Linked DNA regions of Sus scrofa: regions 1 and 3 are each linked to region 2. A link is a contact called in public Hi-C and HiChIP or PLAC-seq data. All regions are on one chromosome and are shown on one strand. Each heading gives the region's core, a stretch centred on a gene start, on an enhancer-like site or on the middle of the called end of the contact. The rest is flanking DNA. Distances are from core to core; before and after follow the strand shown. Region 1 holds the start of COPG1 (coatomer subunit gamma-1). Region 2 holds the start of RPN1 (ribophorin I). Region 3 holds the start of HMCES (embryonic stem cell-specific 5-hydroxymethylcytosine-binding protein).

Region 1 (3,830 bases), core at 550-3,049, 190 kb after region 2:
CACTGTCACTGCAGCGGCTTGAGTCAAGGGTTCAATCTCTGGCCTGGGAACTTTCACATGCCATGGGCACAGCCAAAACATAAAACAACAACAACAACAACAAAACCCAGTAACACATCAGAGGTAGATGCTGAGGGTATCTAGAGCTAGGCTGCTGGCTACAAGCACAAATGGGCCGTGCAACTCCCCGACATATACCCAGCACTGTTTTCCCCACCCCCAAGCCTCACCCTGTTACCTGGTTTATGAGGTAAAGGATCTTGGTGAGGATGTGGGCACATTTCCGAGGGTTGACGGGGGTTTCATTAAACACACGGGCCTAAGAAGAAGCAACCAAGAAAGACTACGATCTTCTAGTTCAATTTCTTTCCCTTCCATGACTACCCTCAAACACATTCAAGATTGGAGAAGTCCCAGGTAAATAGACACACTGGCCAGGTAACCTAATTTTCATAAGAAAGAGTTTTGTTTTGCTTTTTTCTTAATTCATTTATTAACAACTCCTGAAATTTTCCATATTAGCTGGTGATGTGCTTACTTAATGACTAACAGATACTTATAAAATAACTGGAAGGGGAAATGAAGACAAACAACAAAAAAAAGATAAGCATAATGAACTCTCTCCAGGAACAAAGTTTCCCTGTTTTTCCAAGAACAGGTTTTTTTCCCCTACTGTTCTTTAAACCAGAACTTTGAATGTGTTAGTATTTTGATCACTCTGAGTGTGGACATTTATGATGGAAGGGACAGGGGAGCAAATAACACTTGCCTCCTGGAGCACTGCACTCTTCTCGAGGTGCTGGAATGGGTTGGAACCTCCACCTATTGTCAGAGAACAGAGAGGACTGAGTACAGGTTGCGACTCTGAATTTCAAAATTCTCCCAGTCGCAATCAAGGGAAAGATGTCGCACTGTCCATCCAATGAAGTACCAACTTCTCAGAATGGCAATCACAACCTGCCAATAGATCCTGCCACTCTCCTGCAAGGGGGTTCCTGCCACTGCAAACCACTTCACCCAGCAGCCCTGCACAGTCCTCCTGTGCCTCTCATAGTGCCATATTTTCATTTATGCAATTGGTACTTAACCGGGTCCCTACTACGGGTGGGACCACCATCTCCCAGTGATTAGAATTTCTTCATAGCAGGTGTTATGCTTGTAAGTTATACAAGTGATTATTTGACTGATATCTGTCTCCACCACTATGTCTGTGACCTATCTAACATTCCCGACTTGGGCACTGAGTGTGTCACTTGCTCTACTGCAGTGACAGGGCACTGAAAAGGGCCTGGCTCCTCAGACCACGTCCCAGTGCAGCCAGCACTAACGCAGCCCCAGCGAACCCTCAGAGAAGCACTGTTTTCCCCACCCGGCCCCTCCTTGGACAGAAGGGGAAACTGAGGCCCAGAGAAGCGAGTGACCCGTCCAAGGTCACTCAGAGAATCGTGGCTGGAGCTTCCGAGTGCAAGGCAATGGAGCATGCTCAGGCTCTCCGAGGCCTGTTGCTGACCCGCGACGGACCTCACAGAAGCCGCTGTTCCTCCCTGGGCCTCGGGGCAGGACAGAGGCCCCAAAGGGGGCCCGGTGGGGAGGGTGCTGGGAGTCTGCGCGGTCAGGCCTCCCCCGGGCCTGGCCCCCCTCACCCGATTCCTCGTCCTTCTTGTCGAATTTCTTCAGCATGGTGGTGCCGGCGGGAGCGCGAAACAGCACTCACAGAGGGACCCTGCAGCTGGCAGCGACAGTCCGGTAGCAGTTCAGCTCCAGCCACTTCCGGCTGGCCACGTCGCCCGGCGCTATGCGCAGGCGCACTCCGCGATCTGCGCATGCGCACGTGCCGCCGCCGCGTCGGGCGTTAACCCCGTCCCTGCTGGGGAGAAGCCGGGGCTAAAACTCCGGACCTTACGGCCTCCTCCGCTTATAGACGTCCACGCCTCACCGCCTGGTGGCGCGAGTTTAAACGGACTCCCAGAGGCGAGGCCCTAGCACTCTGGCAGGAGAGGAGGCCCACCTCCGAGATGCTACATGTCTTGTCACTTTCTCCGGTAGGCCTGCCAGCCTCACCTCACTTTCAGCCCCATTCCCGGCCGGATTTTTCTGCCTAGCCCGAATGGTCGTCCAAGACACTATATTCTATTCGTCCTTGATTGCTCTTTTACTCCCTGCCGTGGATGATGTTGGCGCACGGTACATGCTCAGTAAATTGTTGCTTGAAATAACGCATGAAGTGGCTCTTACAATTCACCTTTGCGCACCGCGCTCACACCTGCTCCAGGTGCGAACCATTTGGTACCGCGTTAACTTCCAGGGATCTAACTAAACTGAGATCTACTTATCTACTGCGCAGCAACTTCAATGTGCTCTTTCAATCTTCGAGTATTTTGCCAGCACCTATTGGATGCGTCGCCTAGCGCTGGGGACTGGAAGGGACTGGAAGGGAAAACACGGCGCCCCGGGTCACTCTCCGCGGATCTGTGAGGACACTCCCGGGCCAAGGTCAGGACTTGCGCGGCGGCGGGCAGAAGTCGGCTGGCCGGAGGGGCGGTGTGGAGGGAACCTAGATGAGCCCGGGCGGGGGTCCAGGTCCTGGGGTGGGGGCGGTTAGGGCGGGGCCCCCAGGTGATGGGGAGGGGTCAACCTCTGGGTCTGGCATTGCAGAGGCTGAGGCTCCTGGCTGGACGCAGCGGAGTGACGGGGTAGCGCGGCGAGGGAAGTGCGAGTCTTGCACCAAAAATTGTAAAGAGCCAGAAAGATGAGCAAAATCTTTAACCTCTAACCCCACCCCTTGTCCGTAGAAAATTCTCAAGAGTTAAGTTGCCCACTGCAGCAGTTTGCAGCGAGATAATCGGAAACACCCTAAATGTCCAGCAATAAGTGGATGATTAAGGGAATTGTAGGACGTCCATCGGATGCTGTCATCCACATCATTTATAAAGGGATATTTCTGATGACTTGTGAGGCAGTATCCAAGCTTCTTATATAAAGTGAGACATCAAAAGGGAAAAGCAAGGTGTAAAAGAGTTCATAGTTAAGGTTAAATAAACATGGCTCGTGATTAAAAACCAGAAAAGAACCCCAGAGATTTGGATTGTTAAAAAGATGAAATATAGATGAATTGTGTTGAGTTAAAATATCCTTTCAGAGTGTGATATGAATTCTGTAAAATCACATACCAAGGAAAATTTTTATAATACTAATTTTTACAATGAGAATTGTGTGTTGTGACTCCAGCTCTGTGTATAAGCTAATATATAATTATAGGGTTTTATTGGTTTTTTTTTAACTGTAATGTACATTCTTCATGATAATTGTTAAGTCCTTTGTAGAAACAGAGTACAGAAAGTATAGGAGCAATTAGGGAACTCTGAATAAGATTTGTAAATTGGATAATAGCAATATCCTGATTGTGATAATATTTTTTATTAATTTTACTAGTTTTTAAAAAATTGAGGTATAATCCTCATACCTTAATGTTACCCTTTTATAAGCGTACAGTTCAATGATTCTTAGTATATTCAAAAGGCTACACCCATTACCACTAATTCCAGAACATTCTCCATCCCTCACTCCTCCCCCCCAACCATTGATCCGTTTTCTGTCTGTACGCATTTGCCTATTCTGGATATTTCATGTAAATAGAATCATGCATTGTATGACCTTTTGTGTATCTGGCTTCTTTTACTTAGCATAGTGTTTTCCAGGTCCATCCACATCATAACATGAATCGGTACTTCACTCTTGTTAATTGCTAAATAATATTCCATTTTACGGATACATATACATTTTGTTTATCCATTCACCAGTTAAAGGACACTTGAGTTGTTTCCACTTTT
Region 2 (3,918 bases), core at 694-3,193:
GCAACGAATCTGACTAGGAACCATGAGGTTGCGGGTTCAATCCCTGGCCTAACCTCGTTCAGTGGTTAAGGATTCAGCGCTGCCGTGAGCTGTGGTGTAGGTTGCAGACAAGGCTCGGATCTGGTTTGGCTGTGGCTGTGGCATAGGCCAGAGGCTACAGCTCCAATGAGACCCCTAGCCTGGGAACCTCCACATGCCACAGGTATGGCCCTAAAAAGACAAAGAAATATCATTATCACCTCTAAATATGTAAACCAGAAAAAATAGACTAATAAAAGATTAAAAAGACAAAATATTTCAAATGTGGATCCAAATGGGTGTAAAAATAATGTTTTAGGTAGTAAAAAGATGAGGAACCACTGGCTCCTACTCAGTAATCACCATGGTCCCCTCCACCACCTCCTAAAGTGCTACATGTAGGACTGAAGATAGGTCACTGAAAATTTTTCTAGCAACCTCACCACAGCCTCCAAGTCAGTTGTTGGAAAATACACATCCTCTTGGTTAAAATTATCGCTGTTATGCTTCCCTCTGAGATAGGGGCAAGGAAGCACATACATCCATTTAACGTTTCTCTCTTGGACTACAAACTAAAAAATGACTCTGAGCAAAGCTGGTGATGAGACTGCAGGTTTTATACTCCAACAGAACCCTACCTTTGAACCAACTAGTCCAGAAGAGACAACATGAGACAGTGAAGAACATACAGAGTCTTAAACCAAAGCTCAACTCTTTGTTCGAAGACCTCACATAGTGGGTTATACAGCTTCCCCTCCCAGACTTCAGACTCCTCAGGTGCACTAACAGTATACCTCAAAGGGCTACCATGAGAGTTAAATGAGGATGTACTTAAAATATCTACCATAGTACCTGACATAAAGTCTCAATAAGGCACCAGTACAATAACCCAGCCTGTAAGACTCTCCAGCATGAAGGCCAGATAGTAATCCTGTGGCAACCTCACTAAATCAGCACTAGCTTTTATAAAAGAATGCGATTGAACCTTCAAAACATTCAAATGAAGTTTTAATCTTTCCACAAACCTTTAAGCAAAACTGTGTTTCAAATTTTAGACAAGGCATGAAAGGTACAGGAGTCATTTCAGAAGCATAATCTCTGTAAAGGTAGCTTTGTATCTCCAAACTCAGTCAGACAGAGGCGTGCTTGGAAGAAACACGACACTGTAATGACTATTCTCCCAACCAATAACTGGGTAATGACTTAATGGCTGCTATTTAATGAAAGCAGTAATAAAAAGCAAACCTCTGCATAGGTATATTCTCTCTATTCCCAAAGCCAACAGCTTCCTCAAGAGGCGTGAAACTGATTAGGCAAACTTGGGAGCCATTTACTGCTTCAGCGTGAGAATGACAACCGGTCTAGGGGGAGAGAACCGGACTTCACTTTCTGTACTGTATTACTTGTATGACTCTTTCAACTAAAAGAAATAAACCCTTTAAAGAGTTAAATCGCGACCAAAAGAAATGCGTTACATTAACAACGGTTTCAAACGATTCAGACGTGAAGCAGGGGACATGCTGCTCCATTTCCGATCGCACTGGACAGAGTCCACCCTCGCTCGCCAATCGCGCTCCGGCCCGGCCAGCAGCACCCCAAGCCCCGCCCGCCGGCCTGTGCTGACGTGTCCCCGCCGCCTCGGCCCCAGCTCACCTGCACGCCGAGGTGCGCCAAGCGGGCCTCCAGCTCGGGCTCCAGGGCTAGTAGGAAGGAGGCGGCGCGGGGCGAGGAGCTGCTGCCCGCGTGCGCCAGGACCACCTCGGCCGTCACCTTAGCCAGGTGGCTGCTCAGATCCACCGTGCGCTTCACGTCCTCGTTGACCAGCGGCAGCGCCTCGGGGGAGGCGCGGCCCGGCGCCGGGGCCCAGGCCCAGAGCAACAGCAGCAGCGGTAGCAGGCAGACTGCGGGCGCCTCCATGGCCGGGATGGAGCTGAGCCTCAGGCCGCCCGCCAGCCCGCCCCTGCGCCCCGCCTCCGCCACGACGCAGTTGACCATTGGGTCCGCCAGCATCCCAAGATGGCGGCGCCCAGGGCTGAGGACCCCCTTCTCCAGGGCAACAGGCGACCCGCCGGGCGCCTGCCTGCGCGCGCACTCCCGATCTATTCTCGCGGGAAGGAGCCCTGGCACTCCGCCTCTCCCGCCACCCTCCGACTCCCCACCGAGACGGTGGCTTTTCTGCTTCCTGATGGGGTAGAATATAGCCCTAACGGAGAACGTAAAAGCTTTAGCAAAAATTTAAGCAGAAACAGGACATCTGCACAGTCTCAAAGTATCTCCCCTACAATACTTAGTAATTACAAAGGGGTAAATAGTAAATTGATATTCCAGAATCCTGGCAGACACCACCTTGACCAAGGTTAACATCACCGACCGAAGGACGTAGTGACGTCACGTACCACACCCAGAAGGGCACCTCACTCCTGCGATACTGCCCACAGAACTGAAAATGCACCTCAGGGAGACCACAAGAAACATAGGACAAACCAAAAGCACCTTGTCTTTATCCCAGTGACGCCCGTTTCCGACTTCTATCCTAGGAAACTATAGATTTAAGTTGGTGTTATTTTAAGCCACTGAGTTTGCAGTAATTTGTTACAGCATCAATAAGGAACTTATACAGAAGTTTTGCTCTGCTGGGCAGGGACGTTGTCTAGACTGTTCGTCCCAGGACCTCAGCATGTGGGGCATAGTGACCAGTTAGCACTGATTGGATGAATAAATGAATTTTTTATTATAAATGCTATTTACCCCTACTGTATAGATGAGTAAACACACAACAAAGTCAGTAAATGTCAGGTTGTTTGGAAACCTAGACTGACCCTGAACTGGAGCTCTTTGGACTACTCCAGGCTGTTGAATAAAACCCCAGATTTTCACAGACAAAAAGAAGCATTAGCTATCCCAATACGATCCTTATTTTCTGAAAGTGAAATACAAGTCCAGGGAGGGTAATTTATCCAAAGATACACAGCTATTTAAGAGCAAAGCTGGGGCTAGAAACCTGATTTCCTAACTCCCCATCACCCATGCCAGGATGGATAGTGTCAAACATCTAACAGTCACTATTAAAATGCTGTACAAGGAAGTTGTTTTGGCAATAGCCAGGTGCAAATCTAGGGCCATCCACCAAACCTGAAATGAATGAACCATTTTGATTTTTTTCCACTAAGTGACAATTGTACAGCAAAGACATGCCTCAAGTGTTGTGGCATGGTTTTTGTTTGTTTGTTTGTTTGTTGGCCACCCCGCAACATATGGAATTTCCCGCTGGGCTAGGGATTAGATCCAAGCCACAGTTGTGACCTACACCACAGCTGTGGCAAGGCCAGATCCTAAACCCACTGTGTCAGGCCAGGAATCAAACATGCTTCCTGGTCCTGCAGAGATGCTGTGGATCCTTTGCACCACAGCGGAAACTCCTATTCTAGCACTTTAAGGAGCGGACTTGTCAGCCCTGAAATGCATCCAGATTCCAAACACATGAAGCTACACATGGAATCAGAGATGGTCTGTGTGAAGCAGGTGATGTTATTTAAAGAGTCCTCAAATCAATACTTTGCAACTTTATTTTTTTCATTTTTGGCTGCCCCTGGGAATATGGAGTTCCTGGGCTAGGCATCAGAACTGAGCTGCAGTTGCAACCTAAGCCGAAGCTGTGGCAACACAGGATTTTTAACCCACTGAGCTAGAAAGGATATCAAATTGGCATCCCAGACATTGCCAATCCCATTGCACCACAGCAGGAACTCCTCTTTTTTTAACCTTTTTTTTTTTTTTTTTTTGTCTTTTTAGGGCCCCATCCGAGGTATATGGACGTTCCCAAGCTCGGGATGGAATCGGAGCTACAGCTGCTGGGCTACAACTCCACAGCTGCAGCAATGCTGGATCTGAACCATGTCT
Region 3 (3,924 bases), core at 101-2,600, 160 kb after region 2:
CGTATTATCACCACAGTTCTGAAGTATATGTGACAGGGGTATAATCAACTTTACAGAGTGATCTAAGCATTATGGGCCAAATAAAAATCCAGGATGGAAAAAAATCAAACATGTTTTTTAAAAAACATATCAACATATTTAAAATATTTAAGACAAGGAGAAACTATTAATAAACGTTTTTATTACACTGCATGTGTATATGCATGTATACATACAAACACACACTCTTTTTCAGGAGGTAAGAACCAAAACATGATTATAAATTATTGACCATTCCAACGCTATGGGGATAGACACTATAAAAACAATGAATGCAACCAAACTTCAGATTACCAAACCAAACACCTCAGACTGTAGCCCCAGTAAAAGACAAACATAAAAAGATTGAAAACGCAAGCAGAAGGCATACAAACTTCACGGTTCAAGAAACATCAAAACAGGAGTTCCCGTTGTGGCTCTGTGGTTAACGAATCCGACTAGGAACCATGAGGTTGCAGCTTCGATCCCTGGCCTTGCTCAGTGGGTTAAGGATCCGGCGTTGCCGTGAGCTGTGGTGTAGGTTGCAGACGCAGCTCGCATCCCGCGCTGCTGTGGCTCTGGCGTAGGCTGGACCCCTAGCCTGGGAACCTCCATATGCCCCGGGAGCGGCCCAAGAAATGGCAAAAACACAACAACAACAACAAAAAACAAAAAGGTCTTTGAGATTCGCTAGTCTTTTTGTTTTGTTTTTTTTTTTTTTGAGATTCGCTAGTCTTAATCGCGCGATTAAGATTCTGGTTTAGCTGGACGATAAGAGGCGAGGAAATCCCTTTTTACTTTCCTTTTTTTGAAAACAGATACTGAAATGATCCTGATGACCAGTGAGGTCTGAAGGACGCTGTCTTAAAAAGTGTCTTTGGACACAGGCGCACATAAAGTCGGCGTGCAGGAGGGGGGCCGCGGAGCCAGAAGCCGGCGCGGGGGGAGCGCTCACCTTCTCCAGGTGCCGCCGCGACAGGAGCACCGGCGTGCTGGACCGCGGGCTCTTGTTGTACGAGGGGTAGTACCGGTCAGGGTCCCTCCATTCCGGGAGCTGCTGGCGGCCCTGCCGGTCCCGGTAGGCGCAGGCCCGGGTGAGGGCCTCCAAGGGCAGGTGGCAGGACGTCCGCCCGCACATGCTCTGTGCCGCCGCTCACACCGCCGCACCTCACACCGCAGGTTCCTGCACTAGGGGACGGTTCCAGCCGCTCGACGCCAGCTCTTGGCCTGGGCCTCCGCCCGCCCCTCCCCTCCCCTAGCTCCCGGGGCCTCCCGCCTCCCGCTAGTCCCGCCTCACCCCCACCTCTTCCGCCCGCCGGTCCCGCCTTAGCCGCGCCTCGGGTCCCGCCTCGGCAGTATTCAACCCGCCTCACCTCAGGCTCGGCGCCCGCGCCTCTCTCCGCGCTAAGCCCCGCCCCCAGCAGGCCGGCCCCGCGAGGCCAGCTTCACTCGGGCACTTTTTCCCCTCCTCCACCCTGACCAGAGACAGGGCTCCCCAACCTGGCTCTTCGGAAAGCGCTCGAGGAGGACCCTCTGATTGCCTTTGAGGACTCCTCGATCCCAGGGTTTTCGGGGCTCCACGTCCTCCGTGTGGGCCGTTCCCCTTCGGAGTTAACTCCCTTTCCAGAGCGAACCTGGGGATTGTGGCCTGGAAGAGTCCCCAGGACACCTAGAGGGGACCCTAGGGTCTGAAGGGCCCTTCTCTGTAGGGGTGAAGTCAGAAAACGTTTCCCTTACTTCACAGTCCTACTAACTGCTTCATAGTTTGGGCAAAAATTGAAAAACCATCAGAAAACTTGCATCAATCACACAAGTCACTCTCAAACCCCTTGAGCACCAGAGCAATTTCCAGGGCCCTCATCTCTCCCCCTACACCCAAAGCTGAGGCCTAGAGTTAAAAAAGGGGGAGGGAGGGTTAGTTCCCTTCCTGGTTCAGAATTAAGGAACCAGACTAAGATCCATGAAGATGTGGGTTAGGCCCCTGGCCTCGTTCAGTGGGTTAAGGATCCAGTGCTGCTATGAGCTATGGTGTAGGGCGAAGTTGTGGCTCGGATCCTGCGTTGCTGTGGCATAGGCTGGCAGCTGTAGCTGTGATTCGACCCCTAGCCTAGGAACTTCCATATGCCACAGGTGCGGCCCTAAAAAGAACAAAAAATAGGCTTTACAGGTGTATTTCAGCCACAAAATTGGCAAAACCATCTGGCTTGAGTTTAAAGGCTCAGCAGGGGTTGGCCGCTGAGCCTGCTCCCTTGGGACATAAACAGACTTCTGGGAGTTGCCTTGTGCAGAGGTTAAGGAGCCAGCATTGTCACTGCTGTGGTGTGGGGTTCTATCCCTGGCCTGGGAACTTTTTTTTTGTCTCTTTAAGGCTGCACCTGTGGCATAGGGAGGTTCCCAGGCTAGGAGTTGAATTGAAGCTGTAGCTACCGGCCTACGCCACAGCCACGGCAATGCAGGATCCTTAACCCACTGAGTGAGGCCGGGGATTGAACCTGCATCCTCATGAATACTAGTCGGGTTCGTTAACCACTGAGCCACAACGGGAACTCCATGGCTTAGGAACTTTTGCATGCTGCGGGAGCAGCCAAAAAAACACCCCCAGAGACTTGTGCTCTCTATGGGCTATTTCCCAGCAGGGAAACCCCAGTGTACACCTCACCACAGGCCTGAGGTTAGGCAAAAGCCAGGTAATCCACCAAATCCTCAGGCCTCACTGATTTAGAAAAGGAGGGTAGTTTAAGGGCACAAACAACTTCTGCTACTGCTGTCATTCCCTCATCAAACATGCACTGCTGCTGCTCCTGGGTGTGGGCTCAGATAGAGACCAGCAACAGGGTCTTGCCTCAGGCTAAGTACAATGGCCAAAGGGCTGCGGGTGCAAGGGGAGGGGGTGGAAAAGTGTTCTTGGAAGTAGGGAAGCCGGACCACTAAGCATGAGCCTGCAGAAATAGCAGTTGTTCTGGAGTTCCTGTTGTGGCGTAGTGGTTAATAAATCTGACTAGGAACCATGAGGCTGCAGCTTTGATCCCTGCCCTCGCTCAGTGGGTTAAGGATCCAGCGTTGCCGTGACCTGTGGTGTAGGTCGCAGACGCAGCTCGGATCCCGTGCTGCTGTGGCTCTGGCGAAGGCCGGTGGCTACAGCTCCGATTCAACCCCTAGCCTGGGAACCTCCATATGCCGAAGGAGTGGCCCTAGAAAAGGCAAAAAGACCAAAAGAAAAAAAAAAAGAAATAGCAGTTGTTCAATAAATACATGCTGATTTATTTATAGGAATAAGATGGTTTCTTAGCAGATAGATTCAAGAGGTGGTGTGTGCACTTTATTCACTTGCGATATCCCTTCCCTGCAGGCACGGCAGCAAGTTCCAGGACAAGATAATGTCACTCTATTTAAAAACTTACCCCCAGCAATCTTGGGGCAGGGGTTAAACCTTAAAAAAAGAAACAAAAACAAAAAAACACACACACACACAAAACAAAAAACAAAGCCCTCAATGATTCCTAATTGGTTTGAATACAGAGGCTTGGAAAGGAGTTTCCGACGGTTCACGAGGAAGGTGTGACTTCCACATAGTATCACAGGGCAATGGGGAGGGTAGAAGTAGGGCCCAGGCAGGCAGGTGCCTTAGCCCACAGATGCCAAGACGATGTCTACTGGCAGCTCTTCTGAACTCCTGGCGGTCACCTGCATCGTTACTGTGTCCAAGAGCAGCAGCCGGGAGCGTACCAGGATGTCATGACCACCCCGGAACACGCCTAGAAGGGAAGAGGGAAGGATGGGTGTGTAAGGCAGAAGGGGACCTCAGAGCTAGGCTGAGGGGCACTTGCTGCAGCTGATGGAGGCAGCTCTGGAAGGTGAGAGGGGGGTGGGCCTGGATGCAGGAGTGCTGGTTGAAATCCCTAAGTG

Evidence for each region. Hi-C and Micro-C count contacts between places; a contact is called where the count stands out from the background. HiChIP or PLAC-seq counts read pairs in DNA pulled down with a chosen protein or histone mark.
Region 1: a Hi-C map of liver shows a contact between it and region 2, with 2.3 times the contacts expected there. The contact joins the promoter of COPG1 here to the promoter of RPN1 in region 2. A contact is called at or near these places in 4 of 47 Hi-C or Micro-C datasets (embryonic fibroblasts, liver and skeletal muscle).
Region 3: an H3K27ac HiChIP or PLAC-seq map of alveolar macrophages shows a contact between it and region 2. The contact joins the promoter of HMCES here to the promoter of RPN1 in region 2. A contact is called at or near these places in 1 of 5 promoter capture datasets (liver), 1 of 47 Hi-C or Micro-C datasets (embryonic fibroblasts) and 1 of 2 datasets of contacts at active chromatin or transcription factors (alveolar macrophages).

Annotation. Positions count from the first base shown.
Region 1 is chr13:71,705,066-71,708,895 of Sscrofa11.1, reverse strand. COPG1 (coatomer subunit gamma-1) reads right to left here and starts at 1,799. Exons shown (of 25, transcript XM_021069417.1): 1 at 1,644-1,799; 2 at 770-822; 3 at 239-319. The coding sequence starts at 1,680. It overlaps CNBP (cellular nucleic acid-binding protein), which reads left to right and starts at 1,869. Exons shown (of 5, transcript XM_021069428.1): 1 at 1,869-2,493.
Region 2 is chr13:71,890,625-71,894,542 of Sscrofa11.1, reverse strand. It overlaps RPN1 (ribophorin I), which reads right to left and starts at 1,943. Exons shown (of 10, transcript NM_214333.1): 1 at 1,672-1,943. The coding sequence starts at 1,935.
Region 3 is chr13:71,729,737-71,733,660 of Sscrofa11.1, reverse strand. It overlaps HMCES (embryonic stem cell-specific 5-hydroxymethylcytosine-binding protein), which reads right to left and starts at 1,350. Exons shown (of 6, transcript XM_013980659.2): 1 at 974-1,350. The coding sequence starts at 1,156. COPG1 (coatomer subunit gamma-1) reads right to left here. Exons shown (of 25, transcript XM_021069417.1): 25 at 3,259-3,773. The coding sequence ends at 3,643.